Linked DNA regions of Sus scrofa: region 2 is linked to region 1. Evidence: chromatin contacts called from public HiChIP or PLAC-seq data. All regions are on one chromosome and are shown on one strand. Each heading gives the region's core, a stretch centred on a gene start, on an enhancer-like site or on the middle of the called end of the contact. The rest is flanking DNA. Distances are from core to core; before and after follow the strand shown. Region 1 overlaps ZFHX3 (zinc finger homeobox protein 3). Region 2 holds the start of ZFHX3 (zinc finger homeobox protein 3).

Evidence for each region. HiChIP or PLAC-seq counts read pairs in DNA pulled down with a chosen protein or histone mark.
Region 2: a contact with region 1 is called in an H3K27ac HiChIP or PLAC-seq map of alveolar macrophages. The contact joins the promoter of ZFHX3 here to the enhancer-like site in region 1. A contact is called at or near these places in 6 of 47 Hi-C or Micro-C datasets (alveolar macrophages, embryonic fibroblasts, omental adipose tissue and 2 more) and 2 of 2 datasets of contacts at active chromatin or transcription factors (alveolar macrophages and skeletal muscle).

What each region holds. Positions count from the first base shown.
Region 1 is chr6:15,897,490-15,904,917 of Sscrofa11.1, forward strand. The region is part of intron 1 of ZFHX3 (zinc finger homeobox protein 3); the gene reads right to left. Among named protein-coding and RNA genes, the nearest start is that of ZFHX3, 40 kb to the right of the region's middle. Within about 2 kb of position 2,247, at least 20 of the 83 cell types and tissues checked have an H3K27ac peak or open chromatin away from gene starts, as enhancers often do. A contact at or near this core is called in alveolar macrophages and skeletal muscle, where this site is marked.
Region 2 is chr6:15,936,667-15,943,454 of Sscrofa11.1, forward strand. It overlaps ZFHX3 (zinc finger homeobox protein 3), which reads right to left and starts at 4,635. Exons shown (of 10, transcript XM_021097088.1): 1 at 4,344-4,635.

The DNA of each region.
Region 1 (7,428 bases), core at 997-3,496:
CACAGGAGTTCCTATTGTGGCTCAGCAGGTTAAGGACCTGATGCAGTGTCCATGGGGATGCGGGTTCGATCCCTGGCCTCGTTCAGGTGGTTAAGGATCCAGCAAGTCTGCAAGCTGCAGTGTACCTCACAGATGCAGCTCTCAGATTCGGTGTTGCCACGTTTGTAGTGTAGGCAGGCAGTTCCAGCTCCAGTTCAACCCCTTGCCCAAGAACGTCCATATGCCATGTGTGGGGCCGTTAAAAAAAATGGGAGCCATATACATAAAAACAAATTTCCTAGAAGCCATGTTAAAAAGGAGAAAAAACAAACTGAAACATTTTATCTTATTTAATACCAGTATGTCTAAAATACCATTTCCAATGCAATCTGTATTCAGCTATCTCCCCCTCGTTTTCACACTAAGCCTTGCGAACCTGTGTGTGTCCTTACAGCACAGCTCACTGCAGACCAGCCACATGTGACGTGCCCAGTAGCCACGTGTGGCTGGCAGTACCATGTGCCAGAATCTAAAAAGCACGGCCTTCCTCTGCCAATGAGAACCGAAAACATTAACTTTAATCTGGCCTTGCTGTAATAACTTATGCTTGTTTTTCCTGCTCACAGACTTCACCCCTATTCGAGATTCTTTCCCACGGCACTGACGAATTACATCGGGGTGACACATCAAGAAGCTGGCTGCGGCTGGAGTGGACAGATTTTGAAGGAATCATGCACAACGTATCTGGTCAATCAGATCTTCTCTCCAGGGCTCGGCCACCATTCAAGTAACCCCCCACTTAATTTAAAAATCTTGTAACCCTGTGACCTAAAATGCACCATCTTCCCAATGACTGGTAGTTAACTCGGTGGTGGTGACATCAACATCTCCTCGTTGGCGTGGTCTCCACTAGGACAGACTCCATTTCATACCGAATTATGCCGGCCCTGGTCACACAAGATGTGTGTACACAATGTAGACCAATTTATACAGAGTAGCTGGCTGAGGTCATGCCTGCGGAATTTTAAGGTCCAAATCCATAGGTTTGGGAATTGCCCGTAAACAGAAGGAAAGTTTTCCACAGGAGATAAAATGTTGAGGCCGTGTTCTCAACAAGCGATCATCAGAAAACTTGGCACGTTCGGCCCAGATCTGGGCAGGGGTGGCACGGGAGCTGCCTTAAGTACAGTTGCTCAGAGATGACGCATCTGCCCTGGGCGCCGAACCCCCCGACAGGACCCCTGGCCCCACGGACTGTCAGCATGATGCAAGCTCCCCCACCCCCCATCCCGCCCCAGGGAAGCAGGCCTCCCGGTGCCAGAGCCCACCAGACGCACGGCCTGGGCAGCAACTCCCAAGAGGGCCCCTTTCCCTGGATTGAGGACAGCCCTACCCGGAGGAGCAGAGAGGCTTTGATTTAAAAGGCAACACTAGAAAACCAAAGACTTTGGACAGGCCCTTCCATCCGGATTCAGCTCTGAGAGCGGGACAGCCAGGAGAAAACTGTAACACGCAGAAAACTGTTCATTTCTGGCTCGTTGTTCCGGCTTTGGGCAAGAGAAGGTGCACGCAGCGCTAGGGAGGAAGGACTGGAACGGGCCGAGGCCGGGATTTGTTCCAGGAGCCCCCGGGGGACAGGCCTGGCTCCCGAACCTGGAAACGCGGAGGGCTGCGCTCCAACAGGTGGAGGGCTCCCCTCTAAGTACCGCGGGCAGGAGAAAAGACGGGAACTCGCTCTGTCAACACTGTTCCTGGCAGCCTCCCATCCTCGAGGGTCCCTCGACCTGTCCCCGAGGCCCAGGGGAGAGGAGCAGAGGACGAGCGCGGGGAGAGGAAGGAAGGAGGCGGCTCTTTTTGGCGAGCTGATGGGTGTGAGTGGTGAGCAGTAATTAAAAAGCCATCCGGGAACAATGGGCTTTTCATATTTGGAGCCTGTTCTGCACAAAGCTCGGCTTGTTCTTGGGGGAGGTCTCTGCTTTGGATTTTTTTCTCTTACTCATTTCCGAGGGCTGTGGCAATGTCTGGCACCCAGCTCGGCCCACTGGAGTGTCCCTTAACAGAGGCTGTGCCAGGAAGACCTCCTCGACTCCAGAGGTGGTAGCATTCAGACACCAAAAGGGGCAGCTTCGGAAGGCTGTTCTGTTTCGACCCGCAGCCTCCCAGGCATTTCCCCAAATAGCCGCCTAACCCACGGAAACACACACTGGACGTTTTCATCGGCCAAAGACCCATTTCCCTCTCAAATTACGCCAGACACGCCACACCCAGCAGACACTGGGCGAGGAGTCATGGGTCTAAGAGACTGGCCAACAGACACGTCAAGGCCTCGGTGTGAGAGGATGGGGAATGGACATTAGATCATGTGATCGGACCCCCGCCTCCCATTTTAACCTACCCCACTCAACCCCACAGACTATCCTTGAGAAAAGCAGCCTTTAGGAGTTCCCGTCGTGGCACAGCAGAAACGAATCCGATGAGGCACCATGAGGTTGGGGGGTTCGATCCCTGGCCTCGCTCAGTGGGTGAAGGATCCAGCATTGCCCTGAGCTGTGGTGTAGGTCGCGGACATGGCTTGGATCCTGCACTGCTGTGGCTGTGGCGTAGGCCAGCAGCTGTGGCTCCAATTCGACTCCTAGACTGGGAACCTCTGTATGCCAAGGGTGCGGGCCTGAAAAGACAAAAGACAAAAAATAGAAATAAATAATAAATAAAAAAAAGGGAAAAGCAGCCTTTAAACCAGGGATGGGGGTGGGGGTAGGAGATAACTTGGGGCATCAGAGACATTCCTGACACCTTAAAAGAACACCTCCCCTCAGTCCTTCCAACTCCTGGTGGGGAGACCCCTCTGATCCCAACTCTTGGTAGTCACACTTTTGTGCAATCCTTCCCCTTTCAGCGTGGACCGTGCACAGTGACTCACTTCTAACCAGAAAGCTACAAAGAGGTTGCTCCTGAGACGAGGTTACAAAGAGCCTGTAGCTTGTCTTGTGTACATTCCTTGCTTCCCCTAATGGAAGTCGAGTGCCATGCTGTGTGTGCTCTGGGGAGGGGGCAGGTGGTAAGAAACTGAGGGCAGCCACCAACCAACACGGCACAGAGCCCCAACCCCAATCCAACAACCCAGGAGCTCAGACGGGGGTCCTTCCCCGGCCGAGCCTTCAGATGAGACAATAGCCCCATCAACCCCTTTAAGGCAGCTTCATGAGAGACCTGCGGGCACACCCAGATGTCTGACCCACAGACCGTGAGACAGTATTGTGTGTTGTCTTAAGCTACTAAATTCAGGTTAATTTGTTAGGTAGCAATAGATTATGAATACACCCCTCCATGGTACAAATGGAAAGGATACATTTTTGGCTAGTATGTGCAGTGACAAGAATTCTTACTTAGGCCAGACTGATTTTTTTTTTTTTTAATTCAACAAATATTTGTTGAAAATTTTTCATGTACCATGCGGTGTTCTTTCATTTTTGCAAGTTTGGCTGAAATATAGTTGATGGACAAGGCTGTGATCATTTCCAGTCTGTGAGAACCTAGATGGGAAAAGAATTTGCAAAAGAATGGATATGTGCCTTACGTTGAACTGAATCACTCTGTGGTACAGACTGATTCTTTACAGCCACCTTCCCCTCACCAGGTGACTTGAGCCGTCGGGCTCACGTTTGGGACCACGGAGCCAGTAAGTGACAATACTCATCGCCACAGATGACACATCCTAAAAGACATGCTTTAATATAAAAAGACACGGGAGTCTTTCCGAAGGCAGACCTGAAAGTCGAGTGCAGAGATGAGCTCGTCTAATCGTCTCCTTTTACAGATCAAGAAATCGGGACCCACAGTCATATAAAGCTGAAGAGATGCAACTCAGACGCTGGCCAAGAGGGCACGTGACCCTCGAGGGAGCTGAGAAACTGCAGCCCAAACATGCTGAAGCTACTTCTGATTTGCTGCCTAGGAAAATTTCGGGAACTCTGCACATCTCTCTGATAACATTCGATGGCAGGTGGTTCGCCTCTCACCTGGTGGCTTCTCCTATACCTGCCCCCAAAGTCCTTCCACACAGGGACTGGTCACAACAGGCAGACCGCTTGTCCCTTGGTTAATGTGAGAAGCGAAGAGCCTCCCTCTCAGCTCACGCTGAGGTGCAAGCCCATCGTACTTTGAAATTCTATGGCACCCCAGGAAGAACAAGGCAACATTTCCATCAGAAAGCGACACCAGGCAGAGATGTTCTTGCATCTCCAGGAGGACAGAACAAGCTTGCACATCACTAAGACTTTCATTATTTTTACAAACCCATACTCTGGACACTTAGAGTAAGGGTCATAAATAATTAAGACAAAGGAGCCTAAGGACATTTTGGGAAGCATTCTTGCTGATTTTTTTTTAAATTAGGCTCTTGGCTAATTTACAAGATTGAATTATCTCCAAAATACTTCTAGACATGTCCACAGACCAAGAGAACTCAAGCCATCCTACATTCTCACCCACTTTTAGACAACGTTTTAGGGTTTTGTTTTTTTTTTATTACGATTATGAAAGTTAACATACTCACTATTCAGGAACCAGAAAACAAAGAATTACAAGGAGCCTGTAATTCTACCACCTGAAAGTAACCACTCAGGTCGCTATCATGGTATAGGCATCCTTCAATCTCTCTCCTCTGCATGTTTTAAAAGTCAAACTGAAGTCCTAAAGTACACACAGCCTCCGTTCATTTCCATCACAGTTTTCCCACATTCATAACCACAAGACAGGAGTTTTTAAAAAACCACATAAGAATCTGCCATATGGATGCACCACAGTTTAAATCAATCCCCTGTGAGAGATTTAAATGGTTGCTGTTTTTCACTATTATAAATGTCTGCAATAAAAATCTACTTATAAATTTTTTTGCATAACTGCTGATTTGTTTTGTTTGTTTGTTTGTTTTTGTCTTTTCAGGGCCGCACCTGCCGCACATGGAGGTTCCCGGGCTAGGGGTCCAGTCGAAGCTATAGCTGCCCATCTACACCACAGCTCATGGCAATGCCGCATCCTTAACCCACAAGGGCAAGGCCAGGGATCAAACCCCTGTCTTCATGGATACTAGTTGGGTTCGTTAACCGCTGAGTCATGACAGGAACTCAGTGATTTCTTTATTGTACTTGAAGGTAGTGGGTCACTAGTCCTAGGACAAATTTGTGGAAAAATCAAAGATCTCTGCTCCTTGTGCAACTTATACTCCAGCAGGGGAGACAAGGATAATAAATGTAGAAATTATACAATATTATTTATTATCTTATTAGGCAAAATAGGCTATGGTAGAAAAAGTAAGACAAAGGAGAATCAGGAATTCCTGTCAAGACAAGCTAGAAATTAAATAAATTTTATTTTAAAGCTTCTTAACATGCAGTGCCAAACACCCTCTAGAAAGGGTGCACTTACTCGTCCACAAACCAGGGTATTTGCTTTATAAAAAAAAAATATATATGTGTGTGTGTGTGTGTGTGTGTATATCATTGAAAAAAAAAAAAAAAAAAAACCCAAGAAAGCTCAATCTTGCTAGTAAGCAAATAACTTAGAACAATGAGCTATCATCTGGGCTCTTCAGATGGGTAACCTGAATTTATTCTTTTTTAAAAATGTATCTTCATATAAATGTCTATTTGTAGTCTTTGCTCATTTTCCTATTATCTTTTCCTACCTTTTTTTTTTTTTTTTTTTTGTCTTTTGCCATTTAAGGGCCGCACCTGAGGCATATGGAGGTTCCCAGGCTAGGGGTCCAATCAGAGCGGTAGGCACCAACCTACGCCAGAGCCACAGCAATGAGGGATCTGAGCCGCATCTGCGACCTACACCACCGCTCACGGCAACGCTGGATCCTTAACCCACTGAGCAAGGTCAGGGATCAAACCCACAACCTCATGGTTCCTAGTCGGATTCGTTTCCGCTGCACCACAACAGGAGCCCCCCTTCACTGATTTTTAAGACTTTTTTTTTTAATGGAGGTTCCCAGGCTAGGGGTTGAATCGGAGCTGTAGCCATCGGCCTACACCAGAGCCACAGCAACGCCGGATCCAAGCCGTGTCTACAACCTACATCACAGCTCACGGCAACGCCGGATCCTTAACCCACTGAGCAAGGGCAGGGATCAAACCCACAACCTCATGGTTCCTAGTCGGATTCGTTAACCACTGCGCCACGACGGGAACTCCAAGACCTCTTTATATATTAAGGTTATCGAGGACAAACTCTGCAATTACATGTGTTGTCCATATCTTTCCTCAGTGTGTCATACACCTTTAAATACTGGTATGAGTGCCTAGCATCAAGAGTTATCAGACATTGAAGTTCCCGTCGTGGCTCAGTGGTTAACGAACCCAACTGGCATCCATGAGGATGCGATCCCTGGCCCTGCTCAGTGGGTCAAGGATCTGGTGTTGCCGTGAGCTGTGGTGTAGGTCGCAGACCTGGCTCAGATCACCCAATGCTGTGGCTGTGGTGTAGGCCAGCAGCTACAGCTCCGACCGGACCCTTAGCCTGGGAACCTCCATATGCTGTGGGTGTGGCCCTAAAAATACCAAAAAAAAAAAAAAAAAAAAAAAAAAAGAGTTATCGGACTTTTACGTCAAGTCAATCAGACTTTTCTGGCACAATTTCTTTGCCGTAAGAGTTAGGCCTAATACCACCCCGTGCCCCATATTCAGATTAATATTCACCTATACTTCCTTCTAGCTTTTGCGATTTTAGCTTTACTTACACCTAATTCATGTGTAAAGTATGGTAACATGTGCTACAAAGAAGGCTCTAACCAAAATTTCCCCATGTGCTTATCAAACTGTCCTATAACTATTTACTGTGTAATTGCATGATACACAGGCAGTAAAGCACACTGACGGAGTCCACTGGTTTTGGAGCCAATCAGATCAGCGTTCAAGGCGGGGGACTTTGGGCAAGTTACTTCAACTCTCTGAACCTCAGTTTCCTTATCTGTAACATGGAGCTATGTCTAGAGTCGACCTTACACAAGTCTTGTGAGGAGTAAATGAATGAGCTCGCGTGAAAGTGTTTAACCAGAAGGCCTGGCACTTAGAAATACTGGAACATGTCAGCTGTTGTTATTTGAATTCTTCTAGCTGATTTGAAATGCTACCTTTCCCAAACACACTTCTATTTGTTTCCATTCTACTGAGGGGTCTCTATAACATTCTCTATTTTCTCGGTAAAGGAAAGAGTGATAATTGAAGTTTTCCTTGGTAAGTGAACTCTGTACTTAATGCCATGTACGTGTGTCTTGGACACTGTAGGAAGACAATAACATTGGCAAATAATTTGTATTATTTCTTTGAAACCATGACTGGACTTTAGTTTTATATCCTGGCCAATTCAATAAGGCAGGAAAAAGAAATGAGGACCCTGGGCGATCTTTGTTTTAGTCCCAATTTCATTATGCTGCCTCTTTTGGTT
Region 2 (6,788 bases), core at 3,385-5,884, 42 kb after region 1:
GAGGGAAGAGGATGGAAAAAATCTTGGCGGCGGCACAGGTGACCATACCGAAATGCAAAGACTGAGCAGCAGAACCACCTGAGAGGCCCCCACCCACCCAGGACGCAAGAGGCCAGCCCATCAAACCCTCCATGCATTAATCCTCGTGTTGACAAGACCAGACATTGACCCTCCCGTGGGAAGGGAGAAGGGCTCACCCAAAAGGCAGATTAAGCACAGGCATTTAGCTCAGAGGCCCTGCCTGGGCTTCGAACCAACAAATCACAAGTCCTATTCTGAAACGAAGCCAACTTCGCCACCTAGCAAACTTTCTATGTCTCTTTCCCCATTTTTATTCATACCTTATCCTTACCAAAAAAAAAAAAAAAAAAAAAAAAAAAGAAAAAGAAAGAAAAAAAAAGAAAAGAAAGAAAGGGAAAAAGAAAAAAGAAAAAAAGCAAGAAACTCTAGGAATTAAGGGTGAAGGAAGAGCAGAAACATCTAAGGAAAAATCCCCTTTCGAAGTGACATATAGACCAAGCCACCTTCCTCGGGCAAAGAATTCGCCAGAAACACACTTGCCTTGTTCTCACCATCTTGTCCCCTGCCCCCAAAAATGAAAAGCAGAAAAAAAGCATTCAAGTTGTGGCACTGCTCCTGAAGCTTTAACACAATGCTGCTGTCAATTCCCCAGTTCCTGTCCACATAAGAGTCATTTACTACGTTGGGAGGAGGAGGGGAGAAGCCCTCCAACATCTGATTGTCACTTCGTACATGTTCAAAGAGAAGAGTCTGGCAACCACCTTTAAATCATACAGAAAGGCAATCTGACAGTTGTTGATTTTGTAGTTTTCCTCGTTAATCTGGATTTTGAGAGTGGCTTGCCAAGGAGCCAAGATTTCTGCCTGGGTCCCTCCCTTGGGGCAGTTTGACTTAATCTCAGCTTCTGTGTGTGTGTGTTTCTCAATCTGAGTGGCCTACGGACTCAGGACACTGCTTTGGACGGAACAGGCACCTTTTAATATCCAACTGAGACCAGCTCCTGCGAAGGAATTCCCTTGCCCGGATTGCATGACAACTAGGTCCCCCGTTCCCCCACCACAGTTTCTGACCCAGAACGCCATCCTCTGACAGCGGTTCTGGGCTATGCTGTGATTTCTACCAGCTACCATTACCAGCAGATTCTCATACCAGGACACTGGGATACCCCTATGCAGGTCACTGTAATGGAATCTGCCTTCCTGTGGTGTTTTTCTGGTAACGCCCCCATCCTGGTTAATGACACCAGCCTCGGGAACCAGAGAAGGCCAAGGGGCCCGAGCACTACAGAAATAGGCCAGGCTAAGAGCAAGCCACCATTTTCATAACAAATGCGAGTATAAACCACAGCACATACGGTGCTTCTTGAGGTTATTAATGTTGAGCGTCAGGTGCATTATCGCTGAAACGCCGGCCAGTGTTGAGATGGAGCTTGCGAGGTTCTTCAGGGCAAAATCACCACCACGCTCCAAGACCAAGGGCAAACCCTTCAGGTTAGGAAGCAAGCTCGCAACTCCAAAAAGTGGGTGTAAAGACAACTCGTTTTCTTTCCCTTGGAGCAGTTCCCTACCCTTTCATAAAATGTTGCTTAGTCACTTAAATATTTACTTTTTCATATGAGACGGTTGCAACCCTGCAGTAAAAATAATGTCTTAGGTAAAGGGCTGCTTTGAGCCCTGGAGGAGTATTTCTAGGTTCTCACACTAACACTTCAGAAGCCAAAAAAAAAAAAAAAAAAAAAAAGCCCCAATGTCCAAAAGGAATAATAGCACACAGTTACAATAAGGGCACACTCCCTAGACACCACTTGTGACCAGAACTAAAGGAAGCCAGCCGTGCCATCATTCGCCCCAGAAAATGCTTTACTAGTAGTCTGCAATTACAGATTTATGCTAATGAACTAACAACCTTTGGGTCACCTGAGGTGAACCAGGCCTAGCCTGGGAGTGTCCAGTAATCATCATTTAAAGTCATAATGATGAAAACTGAAATCTCACTTAGTTTAGCTCCTTGCCACTGGGCAGTCCAATTGGCACCGAGTTTATACAGCAGTTAAATCCAACCCCAAAGCAGCAAGAAGGCGGGCACTGCACTGTCCTGTTGGGAAGAGCCAAACAGAGGCCTGCTGAGAAGACTGTTTTATTTGGGCCCTTTCCACCCTCCCTGAGTATTCACTTGTGCAAATAAAAGACGGAAGGGAAGAAACCAAAATTAAAGTTTCAGGTGGCTGGAGAAGCAGTCAGATTTTTTTTTTTTTTTTTTTTTTTTTGGAAGAGTTAGCAAGTGTTTCTCAATAGTCCCCTGTCAATCAAAGCTGTTTTCAGGAGAACTGGAAAACAGCAGCTCTATCCCATAGAAAATGCAGCCATTTCCAAAGAGAGTTGGGAAAGGGACGTGATCCATGTGATAAAGACAGAAGGTCTCCAAGTCACTTAATTCCCTGTGACTCCAAAAGGACTGTTTTTAAAGTGTAAAAGTGCTTGCTTCTGCATCTGCCCCATGTTGTTAAATAACACTTGTGTAATTAAATGAAAGAGCAACGTGTGACCCTGGCCCATTCTGAGAGGCACTTACACGCTCTCTGAAAACACGCTGGAAACTAAATGCAGACAATCTCCTTAGTCCTGTAATTTAAGGAAGGGAGAGAGGGAAAGTTTTCTCTTGGCCCTCAGAGCGCCACATGCCCTCTGAAAGGGGGCCTTCGGGGGGCTCCGAGGAACAGAAGGAACACAAATACAGGTGTGCAAACATCCAGGTACGGACCTCTCTCCAATGACCCCATTGTTGAGACCCTTATGTTACTGAGAACCTCTGTGGCCTGACTTCCCTCACATTCCACCACCTTGGTTCCCTAATTGCTTTTCAGGCTGGGCGACAAGAAGGCTTCAGAATCTCAGGCCGCCAGTGGCTGTTGTGGTAACAAGGAACAGGCCCAGGTTCCAGGCCTCGGCCTGTCTTGATCAGGTTGCCCTGGAAGGTGCCTGTTTGCCTCTCAGCTGCAGTTTCTGCCCCCAGCACTCACGCCTCCCTCTGCAGCCCAGGCTGCTGGAGCTCGTGATTTTTAGGCTTTCCCCTTGAAACCTATCCAGAAACCACAGCCATTAAAAGAACATGAAGGTTTGACACCTCCTGAATTTAGGAATGAGGGGACTCCAGGGGCCGACTCTACACCTGCTGCTTGACGGCAGAGAAACCAAGTTCTCCAGCCAGCGCGAGCTTTAAACTATACTCCATGTATTTAGTCACCTTTTGCCAAGGATCTCAAAGCACAGGGTGAAATAAGACGACGGGAAACTTCCTCACTATCTGCCTTCGAGGCTTAAGGTTGTCTTCCTTGCTCTGCCTTGATGCATTCCACCATCCAGGCCCAGGACTGAGGGAGAGGCCTTCTCCCGGTGCCCAAGTGGGCCATCAGCCCTCTCTGAGGTTATCTGTCGGTGGCTTCTATAGTTCTCCAGGCCAGTTAAATGACTCAAATAGTGGGTGCAGGAAGGGATGACCCCCCTGGATTCACCTGCTTGAGAGTTGCATTTAAACCACTTTATGGCACGTGCACTTCAGTGCCAGGCAATGCACCAGGCAGGCAGGGGCTGTGATCTTTGCCCTCTGGGCATTTTCCCATCATTATCACACAGGTATGTCCAAAGCAGAAAGGACCATTTTCCAGAAAGTTCTTTCCCCTCTAGCCTACCATGATTACTTTTGTCTTCTTCTGCCACTGACCTAACTTGGGCCTTCTTCCCCTTCTTTTAACAGGACAAACATCTCAGCTCTCCCTCCTGACCACCCCGCTTTCCATGGAAATGGACGCAGCTCTGGTTTTCCCAGAGTGCCCACAAACTCAAATGAGTCTATCTTCAAAGGTGCCTTCCAGCTCCACGAACTCTGATTCTCCCTTTAATTACTCCCCAACAAGCGCATTCTTCGCATTGTTTCCAACTGGCCGGTGACTTCTCTTGTGATGAAAAGGGTGCATTTTTAGGCAATGGAACCCAAACTTCTAAATGACACCAGCACCGCAAATATTCAACCGGCAGGAACTAATCCAAAAGCAAAATAAGGAAGGCAGAAGGGAGGGGAAGAAAGATGGAAGGGAGGGAAGGAGGAAGGGCCTGACTCGGTGCTGAGCGCGATGCAGAGGCTCTCACCCCAGGTAGGTTCCAACTGGGAGTCAGGTAGTTCAGGTGCATCCAGCCTGCCCTTCCCCCACATGCCCCAAGAGAATGGGAAGTTCAGCCAAGACTCGCAGCACCTGCCTGCAGCTCTAGGCCGGCTGCGCGAACCCGCGGGCAGGCGGGCCGGCGGGGGCGGGAGGCTGCACTCACCTGGCACACAAAGGCTCCGCACACCTCCAGAGGGAGGAGGCACTCGCAGGTCCGGGGGCCGCGGCGGGCGCGACCACGGGAAATTCCAGCGGCACCCGAGCCCCGAACGCACCCACCCCAGGCGGCATTCTCCCCACCTCCCGCTGCCCCCGGGGCTCCGAGCTGGCTCTGGCTAGGTGCGAGGGGGCCCGGGGCAGGGGAGGGGGGCTCATGCTCGCGGCCCCGGCCGGGCCGGCGGTCGCCCCTCCCCGGGAGGGAGGGCAGGTCCCCGGGCGCGAGGCGGGGATTCACCCACGGGGCGCGGCGCTCGCGTCCCCGTCCCCGGCCTGCCCGCTGCCGGCTCCGCCGCCCGCCCGGAATGGCTTTATGTAAATGAAGCTCAACTCGCAGTTCGCGGCGCGCACCGCCCGGGGAAGGGGGGCAGGCGGGGCGGGGGGCCTTCGGGGATCCACATTACACGGCAACAAAGCGGAAGGTTAATTTGAAACTCACAGCCCCGCCGCCGCTCGGCTCCCCGGGCAAAGCCTGACATCTACAGTCGTGCCGGGCGTAGGCCGGGTGCTGGGCTGCGGCCGCGCCCGCGGGGACACAGGGACACACGGGCGCGCGAGGCCCGAGCGCTCGGCCGCGCTCCGGGCACGGGCCTCCAGGCAGGCTGGGCCGCGCGCACCCGGGGACAGGAGCCCTGGGCGGCTCGGCCTGCGCCGCGCGGAGAACCGGCCGGGCGGGCGGGAACAAAGCCCGGTCCTCCCCGGGCGCTGACCCCTCACTCATCAAAAGTCGGGGGCCGGCCTAGAATCGGGCGAGAAGAAAGGGACGCGCCCTCGGCTACAACAAGGAGCCTGGGGCCTCCGGACCAGAGCCATGGGTCTCTGGGCCCCATCCACGTCACAGCCAGGCCACTCTAGCGTGGGGACATTAGCCAATGTGGACAGGAATTTATTTGCAACACACACCCATCCTATTAACTGCTTTACAGAGAACTTCTGTTTTCAGCTGCGGAAACTTATAAAAAACATCCCCTGCTCTCCAGTGACAGCTTAAGGATAGTTTTTCATGGGAGAGAAGGAAAAAAGAGAAAGACAGAGGGGAAGAAAAGTCGCAGCCTGCAATTAACCTTACAGTATCTTTAACAAGACGCCTTAAAAGCCACAGATAAGACGTATAGATCATGCCCTGCGTAAGGAGCTTCTACCACCCAGGTCAAATTTAATGGGGCTGCCCCGTTGGTCCAAGCAATTGCTGGACACTTTTATACCGCCCCAGGTTCACTTTCTCCATTCTGACATGCAAAGGCAGCACCACAGAAATCTCACCGGAAGTCCCCTGTCCCCCTGCCAGAATCCCACTGCTAGGTCTGAATTTACTCCCGACTCTCTGCATAGAAAAGCACCTGCTTTTACCCTTTCTGAAAGCCACCCACCCAGGCTGGCCCCACAGCCTTGAGAGTCCTTTCTGACTGCACAATAATGAACCGTGCAAGTGTTAGAAATATAATAAGCTCATGAGGCGAAGCGCTGTATGTATGGAATCGTATTAGCATTAAGCACACACTGATGCAGGAGGAAAGGGGTGATGAAAACTAGAAGGCATCTGGCCCAATATAATTCAGGTTCAAATGAACATATCTTACCTGTTGGGGCTAGACAACCCCTCTCTACATTTCAGCCCAAGTAAGAGACTCAGGGAAAAAAAAAAAAAAAATTTTTTTTTTCCAGCTGGGGCCCAGGGAGCAAAGACTGCCTCTAGGGAATCATGTCCGATTAGGGACAAAGGAGAGCACAAGCCAAATTCTGTCACACATGAGAGAGTGAGTGGGGGGGGGTGGCGAGGGGAGTGGAGATGGAAAAAAGGAAAGTGGAGGATGATTTTGTAAACCAGTATGGCCACTGCAGAGCTGTTTCCAGACCGCCTGACTTCAGGCCCAAGAACAGGTGGTGTTTTCAAAACACACTATTATTTATATTAGCCACATGAGTTGAGAACACCTTACAGAAAACCAATTAATAATTTAATTGAAAAAGGGACTATGAATAATACATGAAGATGATGATGCGAGCAATAACACAAGTAACGCGGCACACACAATCCAGAGATGGCTCTGGAAAAGTCTTAAGGAGCAGGCAGACTCCCGGCCCCCAGGTCCTACCTGGAAGCAACTCCCCACCCATCAGATAAATTAAAGACAATATGAAAATGTTTATACTGTCGGGAACTTTGATTTTGCTGCTTTGCCTTAACTTTTCTTAACAGGGGAAAAGCCTCCCAATCCAGTGACATCATGAACCTGTGGGCCCACAGATAAATATCAATAAAATAATAGCTGGAAAGCCCAAAGAACCAGCTCTGAGGCAGCCTGGGCGGATGTGGAGGTCCTGGGCTGAAGGCCCTTAGGGCATCTGTCCTGAAACTGCCAGTCCCCAGTGGCAGGCACGTCACCGGCCT